Linked DNA regions of Danio rerio: region 1 is linked to region 2. Evidence: chromatin contacts called from public Hi-C data. All regions are on one chromosome and are shown on one strand. Each heading gives the region's core, a stretch centred on a gene start, on an enhancer-like site or on the middle of the called end of the contact. The rest is flanking DNA. Distances are from core to core; before and after follow the strand shown. Region 1 holds the start of zbtb46 (zinc finger and BTB domain containing 46). Region 2 holds the start of uckl1b (uridine-cytidine kinase 1-like 1b).

Region 1 (4,879 bases), core at 2,199-4,698, 140 kb before region 2:
AATACACTATTTTTACTACAAAATAGCGTAGAATAGTTCATAAGTATGCGATTTGGGATGCACCTTTTCATTCTGCGCAATTAAATTACGCAGCTCTGTTCCCTAGTTACCTAACTGGGGACTATTTTAGGCACTATGCCATATCATTGTGCCTGTTGCCCCCATGGTACTTTTTTAAAGTGACTTTTCCTTTAAATCGACATTTGGGTGTATTAGAATTATCTATGTAGACGATTTCCAAAGAAAATGTCAACTTCAGTTTTTAGAGTTAACCAGAAACTGTTGACAGAACACACTTACAGTGGAAGTCTACGAGGCATTTGTTTGTTGTTTTGTTTCCTTTTACGAACTGAGCCATAATTAGTCGAGCCTATAGGCTCATTGGGAAAATGTGCCTAAGGTGATATTTCTGCTAAATATTTCACTGTGTTTTGCAGCCCTTTCAAAATCAAATACTATCAAAAAAAAACTAAAGTTTAATCTTGCTACGTTTTGTTACGTTGGTTGTATAAGTGGCTCTAAAAAGAAAAAAAGCATGAACCACCTACACTAAACCTTACTCTTGACAAAACCAACATTGTTAACAAAAGCAAACGAGCAAACGTGAGATAAACTGCATTCGCCAAATCAAACCATTTTACCTTGTTTCTACAATTCTTTTGAGGTCTTTTATCGTGAATTATGTCTCAAGGACTAGATAAGCTACATTGAACATTCACTGTTGTTAAGGCCATACAGTACATATAAAAGCTGTGATGTAAACATCTGAAAGCTTGATAAAATGATAAAAGAGTCCATTGGGCAGTATTGTTCAAAGAAGCATGTAAAAAAATACCTACAGTAATAATTGACTAACAATCAGAACATGTAAATCACAATATAGGTTCAAAATTTGTTGAAGTTTTGCAACCATTACTGATCATTTCAAAAGCACACTGTTGTGAATTATTTATAAATGAGTTTTAATTGAATACATGCATGTTTTTTTCTGACGCGACTACATGTTGAATTATTCTCTGTGATAATCAACAGCAAGCTATCATTAGTTTAACTTGCTTATTGAGTGCTGGACGTGGACAGGTGTGATATTTCGATTTCATTAAAGTGGTTCCTAGAACACAATGGTGCTCTTTACTCTTATTTCAGCCCCTTCTCTTCCCTTTACCCCACACGGTAGGAACCAGTTCCCCTCCCTGCTTTCTGTTGACACAATACAACCACACCTGCGAGGAAGTCAATATGCATAGTGGACGGCCAAAGCTCCCCTCCTGCCTAAAATGTTCTCCCAGTTTTACACAAACACACACACACACACACACACACACACACACACACACACACACACACACACACACACACACACACACACACACAGATTCTCCATTAAACAGAAACACCTGGACATAACCCTGACACGCAACACCAGTCCTCTACAATGAAAGCTATTGCTAAAAAAACACAAAACTACAGTGTGCGTTTGAGCGTATCAGACACATTTATCTAAAGTATATTTATTAAGGCATTTTTATTAGTTGTCCACCACTTGATACACCACCAGCCAAGCCAATTACTGAGTATTTATAACAAAAGTTATTACTATGGGGTATCACACTTTATAGCAAAGAAGACAGACTTTCATGCTTATTAACATTGAACATATCAAAGCATACAAAATATTTTAAAAAAATGTTTAGGATCTCATCCCCTGATTTGTTTTGTAAACAGTGCAGCAAATAGTGCCATTAAATGATTCTAGGCTACCTTAAAAGGACTGTTTTCTATCCTAGAAGAGATAGTTAACAACAGACACCTGCCAGTTCTGTCACTCACACCACTAACATCAAGATACATTATAATCTCTACATCCACAATAAATGATAAATTATGTCACGGTGAAGTTAATTAACTCATTAATAAATCCATACAGAGGTTATGAGTGTCAGAGAGTAGGTGAAGACCTATAAAAGTGAAGTTGTCATTTTTCTATTGGCTTCATTCTGTGTAGATGGACATGAGGACAGTTCCTTACATAACCAGTTCTTCTGCTCAACTGACTCATTTTTTTTTTGCACTGCAGACAGTCACAATGACTTAAATACACGAGTGTAACTTTTAAATGCGAGACGATTACAGTTATTCAAGTTATTTCGCACGTGAGTGCGTTAATAGGTGACATCTATTGTTTTGAATGTAACATTTCGCCTGTACAGTTATAAAAATCTAGCCAATCAGAATCAGGTGCACCTGTAGCAAACAAGAGCCGACACAGCGCGAACGAGCGTCATAATAATCAATACAGAGTGGTAGATTCTTTTGACGCGCGCCGAATGATACATTGTTGCGCGTAACGTTCGATTCAAATGTATCAATTCTAGAACGCGCGTTCGAATGCATTATTGGCGTGTACTCTTTAAAACCGCTGATGTTCGAGTCAAACAAGTGGGGTCGCTCCCCTTAAAACCAACCCGTCAGCGAGGAGAAAATGGAGGAAGACGGAACTGACCAGCTTTAAGGGGGCAGACGGGGGGAAAAAAGAGACAATAACCCGGGGAGAAGCGCTACGGTCACCTAATGCTTTCCGCACTGAAGACGCGAATACACTGAGCTCTCCTCAAGTTGAGAGAAGTATTAAGCACCAAGCCCGTGGGCTTAATTATGCAGGAAATAAAATAATAGAAAAGTGAGTCCAAAAAAATCCCCTTCCCTTTTCTGCTAGTAGGTTTAGGGTGTTGACGCAGCAGAAATTTCCAGCTGGAGAAATTCCCCTTTTGGAGGTTAAATGAGGGGAGGAGAGAGTGGGGTTAAGCCCCTTACTTGCCAAAGCTGAGCTTTTGGTTTTAATACCACCACAAAACACATTATTTTAAGATCCAAGTGTTGTCACATAAACAGAATTAAGTTCTTAATATTGACCCAGTGTTTGAGCAGAGCGTTGATGATAATAAAAAAAAGCTTGGCAAGACAAAAACAGAAAAAGTATCCATCAGTGCAATAAAAGTCTATCCTGAATGAATGACTGCACATCTGACAGCTGTTGTCGGCGCGTGCATCATCTGTCACGAGCATGTTCTCACCTGGAGACGTCAAACAGGTTGCTGTCACGCACGTGTAAATAAAACAAACGCACCGCAAACTCACGGCTCGAACTTACCTGAATACCTGTGCTCATGTCTCCGCCACACCACATCCACACGACAAGACAAGCATGAGCGTAAAAGCGAAGTGGTCAAACGAGAGGAAGTGTTAGAGTGTGTGTGTCTGTGGAAAGGTGAGAGAGGCTTACCTGTTAACCCATGAGTTCTGGGGGAGAGCGATGTCGATGATTCGGAGCTCCAGTGTTCGCTCGTGACAGCTTTGAGAGAGTGAGCACGTCAACAATGTCAGCAGTCAGCTGGGAGACGCGTGTGTGTATGTGTGTGTGTCGGTCAGTGTAATTCCCCTGCTCGCTGTCTCCCTCTCTCCACGCTCGTCTTTTTCTCTAAATCTCCCTCCCCTGCTTTTCCGTGTCTCGGTATCAGGAACCAACCTCCCCCTCTGTGTGTGCGTTTCTCTCTCTCTCTCTCTCTCTCTCTCTCTCTCTCTCTCTCTCTCTCTCTCTCTCTCTCTCTCTCTCTCTCTCTCGACTGAGAGTCAAATACAGGAAATGAGGCAACATAAACGCTTATACATTCACCATCAAACCCTGGACAGCTCCAGCAGAACTCATAACAGCCATGAAACCTCCAGATCAATTATGAAGTAGCCTATACAGAGGTTAAATTCCCGATCTTATTATTATAATGATGGTAATATTAATTCAGTTTCCTAATTGTATCTCCAAAGCAAAATCCTTTTATTACAAGGCATAAAGAGCAAAAGTACAGTAAAATAATAACAGTTTACGTAATAAATGATCAGAACAATACGTTTCAGTTTTATTTCTATCATATGCATATTCTATACATCACTGTTTTAGACTCTTTTTCATTGTTAAATAATTAACATAATACAATTTTTTTTCTATTTTAGACTTTTAATTATGGTAAATCATTTAATAATCTATCAAATTATTATATTAATCATTCTGTATTATATAAATATGATGTAAATGTAAAACTGTGAATGGTCATTTAAATTGCAATCATTACTTAAAAAGTTTGCATGTTCAGTAAATTATATATTAAATGTAATTCCATATATTGAAATACATACTGCATATATTATCATTAAACATGTTAAAATACATGTTGGCAAAACACTATTATTGTCCTCATTGCTTATAACTTTATATATAATCAAAAAGTTTTAAATGTTACATTATTTACATTTTTGATAAATCTTCTACCATTAAAAGTCGAGTACATCATGAAATATTCATTAAAACACAATTAAAAATGTAAAAAATTATTTTGCGGTTAATACATTTTTTTTTTTTACTGATTTTTATTTTTTATTTTACAGCCCTAATTTTTCGGTCTAAAAAGAAGTACCTAAATTAATAATCATTGTTTTCCATGAGAGCTGAGTTCTTACTCAGTGTCCAGTTCATTGGGCATGAGATGGTTTTTCCAGTGTGTGCTGCTGAATTTGCATGAGGAGCGTCTGCGCGTATAGGCGCGTGTAGGCGTGAGTGCGCGCCTGCTGCTGCTGCACGCTTTTGTCCACTGTGCGCGTTCTCGACAGTATGGAGAGGGTCACCCGCCCCCTAGTGGTAAAAAATGCTTTCTATTTACAAGCGCGTGCATGTCATGCTATCCTCCGTATAAGTGGAAGGAGCCAACTACTTACAAATGAAAATCTCAAAAGACTTGAATACTGGCTTATTTTGCATTTTTCTAGACATACGAAAGTTTGGGATCAGCAAGACTTTGAAATGTTTGTAAAAGAAACCTGTTTTGTT
Region 2 (4,796 bases), core at 794-3,293:
CCTCTTTGCATAAATATATTAGGTATGAATGAAAATGATTTATCATATTTTAACTTTTTATTTTACAGACCAACCTTATTTGAAGAAAAGTAGATTGTTACAAAACTAAATATTACATTTACTCGTTATAAATGTAAAATATTTTTATATTATATTTAGGATTATATTTACAGTCTACTGCATATTACAATTATTTTCGGTAAAATAGGGTTGCATCGAATTTATTAAACCAATTAAAATCGACTACTAAAAACAAATTCCATAATCGATTCGTTGTGTCGTGTGATGCAGAGACGCTTGATTTTTTTAAAAAAAGTGCGGAGCACTTCTCTCGCGCACTGATGCCAGCAGAGTTTGGCACCTCATAGACAGGAAGCAGCAAAAAAATGAGCAGTGGTAACTTTAGAGGAAAGATACATGGCGTTGGAAGGGAGCAACAGCAGGGTAAATCACTACAAAATCTGTAGTTGTTCTGTTTTGAAATGAGGAACGTAATGTCCCTGGGGCTTGTTATACTGTATATATATATATATATATATATATATATATATATATATATATATATATATATATATATATATATATATATATATATATATATATAAATGTGATCATACAATATATTAAATAATATTAAAAGTGAGAATATTACCACAATTTTTCTTTGATGTCGAAGCTGAATGATGACCAAGAAACATTTATAATAATAATTATTATTATTATTATTATATAGTTGTTGGGATGTTTTTCCTTATTCTTTGATAAATAGAAAGCATTTATTAGAAATAAAAATATCTTGTATCATTATAAAATATCTGTACTGACATGTGCTGCTTATTATATAAAACAAATGGTCAAATGCATCAATGGTGCACCTATACTGTACAGAGAAGGTACCGAATGAATCTTCAAATTCTGATGATAACATACTAAACCTCTTCCACTCCTGTTACATTTCACTCTCAAATGTCAAGACATCCTTCAATCCTGTACATGTCAGCTCACGAATATGAAGCAGATCCTCAGCAGCAGCTGGTTATAAGTTCAGTGATGTAAGTGCAGCGAGACATGAGCGCCATTTGGCGGCGGACATCGGCACTGTAGAGCCGAAGAATTATTATCACAGCAGCTTCATCACTAACCATAACAAAGTTACAGCCGACGGCATAACTTACTATACAGCCATGTACTATACTTTTTGTTGAAATTTAGTGTGTTTGTTACTTCAAAACATCACTCAAACAAGTCTAATAAAACCAACCTAGCTATGCGTGTTTTGTATTACAGTTTGCATGGCATTAAAATGTACAACTAACTGTGCAAGTTAATTAATTGTTTTGGTGGCTGTTTTATCAACCACAAAGTGACAACATGTCAGCTAAACATGTCTTAAGGGTTCAATGAAAGATATTGGAAGGCCTGAGAAAAATCAAACCGCATTTTATTGGGGTGTGGCTAAAAAATTACAGACACTGTATATGCAAATATGAGTCACTACTGAGATCATCACCATGTGCTTCAATGTCACACACTACAGTGATGCTGAAGTACAGCGTTAACAGTGAACAGAAACGCAATTAACTAACATCAAATAACTCAAATAAGTCCGACAACTTATTTACACAATAAAGGCAAGAGACCGTGCAAAAAATACTTATTGGCTCAAGAAGAGAAAACGGTGACACGATTTCATAACTATAATCTTACCAAGACAATTATCCGCACACCTCATCATTTTGTGAGATGTTTTAAAAATCACCCTAAATTTCTTATCAACATGTGGGTGTTGCGGAGTCCCAGAAACACGAGAGACTCGCATTGACTTCCATACAGCGCGCACACGACAGGTCACTGCGCTCGTGCTCATCATCACGATAAAGTGTGCTCACTATATAAGCAGGCTAACGAGACAGCATATAACCAATAATTTCGAGGCGGAAAAGCTCTTCAAACGTACCTTGTGCACCGAGCAGATGATTTTTCTCCACACTCCATCGCTGAATCTCTTCCGTCTCCGCACACGGCAGACATTGTTAGTTTCCTATTTGACAATCAGCTGTTGCGACTTTAGGCCAGGCTAATGCTGCTGGGATGTGTAGTTTTATGTTTCATATGACCTCACTTTTGTCCGTCAGAGTGGAACTACAAATCCCAGAATGGAAATTGTAATGTATATTTGTAGGTACAGTTTTAGGCACTGTACAGTATTATGTAACGTTACCACATGGTAGTCGCTGGTGTAGGTAAGTAATTCATGCCAACTATGATACAACACACCAAAACATGGTCCTAATTTAGGTTTCGAGAAATAAAAAAAGAAACTATCTGGTGTTAAATTATACTTTTATACTTGTTAAATGAAATAATTTTATTCAGCAATGCTGCTATGAGTTTATGAGTGAATGTGTGTGTAGATGTTTTCCAGAGATGGTTTGCGGCTGGAAGGGCATCTGCTGCGTAAAAACTTGGTGGACAAGTTGGCGGTTCATTCCGCTGTGGCGACCTCAGATTAATGAAGGGACTAAGCTGACAAGAAAATGAATGAAAATGAATGAATGAATATTAATAATAATATAATATGAGGCAAGGCATATATATATATATATATATATATATATATATATATATATATATATATATATATATATATATATATATATATATATACACAAAATAATTTATTTAATAATGCTAAGTTATTTGTTTGATTAATCAATAATTATTTCATTCGTTATATTCATTACGTATATTCATTCGTTTCTCATTTATCTTTATTTATTTCTTAGTTAACCAATAAAACATAAAACTGGAGGAAAGTCCTAGGAGTTTTATTCACTAGTAAGGGATGGAACGTGAGATTGACAGGTGGATCGGTGCAGCAGCAGTTGGATCGGTGCAGTAATACAATTGATGTACCGGTCCATTGTGGTAAAAAAGGAACCGAGTTGAAAGGCAAACCTCTTAATTTACCGGTCAATCTACATTCCTACTCTCACCTATGGTCATGAGCTTTGGGACATGACCAAAAGGACAAGATCTCTGATACAAGTGGCCGAAATGAGTGCCCTTCGCAGGGTGGCAGGGCGCACCCTCATGTTAGAGTGAGGAGCTCTGTCACCCGGGAGGATCCTGGAGAAGAGCCACTGCTCCTCCACATCGAGAGAGGCCAGCTTAGGTAGCTCGGGCATTTGTTTCGGATGCCTCCTGGATGCCTACCTAGGCATGTCCCACCGGGAGGAGGCCTTGGGGAAGACCCATGACATGCTGGAGGGACTGTCTCTTGGCTGGCCTGGAAACACCTCGGGATACTTCCAGAGGAGCTGGAGGAAGTGTCTGAGGACAGGAAAGTCTGGGGTTCTCTCCTGAGACTGCTGCCCCCTTGATCCAACACCCGGAAAAGTGGAAGACAATAAATGAATGAATAAATGAGTAAAAACATATAACAATCTACTCCTTAAGATTTTTTTGTCAACATTTTATTAATTATTTGAGGGGTATTAATGCACAGTTAATACACCAGGGGAAAAAGAGAGAGAAAAATAGTTTAGATTCAGAATTCTTGTCAACCTAGGTAAAAACTTTAAAGGAATAAAAGATCGTTTTGTCCATTACTGTCATTATTTGCTAAGTAGTAATAAATTGAACAGTTTCTATAGATCATCTGAATAAAATCGACTCATTTTTGGACCATCCTTTTGTACCTCGAATTCATCAGTGAGTAACGATGTACCCATCTGATTCCACTCACTTCAGATCACCCTCAATGACATTTGCTTGTAAACGTTTTTGAGGAAATTCTCTGTCGGGGCGTCAGAAATCCTCACTCCTCACAGAAGTTGAAGTAATGAAAAGAATGATTTTTTAAAAACTGGCAGGGGGCGCCACTTTCTACAGACCCCCTTTAGTACAAAATTCCACAGCACACAATCAAATTCACCAAAATTCTCTACCAACACTCCATATTCAAGCCTATTTCATGGGATTACAAGTGCACTAAATACAGAAATACACACCTACACACACACACTCTCTCGCTCACACACACTGTATAGCTTTTTTGACATTTTCAACATGTACTTTGACCTGTATAGAAAAGCGCAGGATCATATTTAAATAGTTTAAAGCAACTATGTCACAAAAAAAGAAGCAAACAAGCAAATGAAAGCGAATACAGTTCGCACCAAGCTTTGGAAATAATATTTAAGGTTGCAGAAGTGCAAGCTATTGCTGTAATATTTCGAAAAGAAATCAATTGCAGTGTTGTGATCGTATAACGTCTGCATATGTGTGCGCCACATAATCTAGGAAGACGGGTAATTGAAGCCACGCACAATAATCCTGGCGGAAACTACACGCCATCTTTCTTGTTTACTGAGAAATATAGCGTGACAACTAAATCTCCAATGAGGAAGATACATTCTACAGGGCAAAAGTCAAAGCACGGTGCTTGCCTATGTTAAAGTAGTCGCTTTCTTGGAGCCAAAATAGCATTAATATCCCAGTTCAGTGATTCCATTTAACCCAATATACATAGAAAGTAATGCTGACCTGCTATTTTAGTTTCAACCTGGCAACACTTAGGGTATATTGGTTGCCTCTACCACAATCTTTCAAGAGGACATGAAACTGAATCACATGAAACCTGTGAACATGTCAGAAATGTATTAAACCATTAAATCTAATTAAATATTAAACTTAAAGTCAATTATTACTTAAATCTAATATATTTTTGTTAATTGAAAAAAAATGTTAATCTTCAATCAACCTTCTCTGTTTGTTGTGGTGGTCCTTTGTTG

Evidence for each region. A called contact is a pair of places that touch in the nucleus more often than the background predicts.
Region 1: a contact with region 2 is called in a Hi-C map of an unstated tissue, with 2.4 times the contacts expected there. The contact joins the promoter of zbtb46 here to the promoter of uckl1b in region 2. A contact is called at or near these places in 2 of 18 Hi-C or Micro-C datasets (hematopoietic stem cells and an unstated tissue).

The regions. Positions count from the first base shown.
Region 1 is chr23:15,204,041-15,208,919 of GRCz12tu, reverse strand. zbtb46 (zinc finger and BTB domain containing 46) reads right to left here and starts at 3,448. Exons shown (of 5, transcript XM_021469915.2): 1 at 3,284-3,448.
Region 2 is chr23:15,063,443-15,068,238 of GRCz12tu, reverse strand. uckl1b (uridine-cytidine kinase 1-like 1b) reads right to left here and starts at 2,043. Exons shown (of 14, transcript XR_012398861.1): 1 at 1,958-2,043.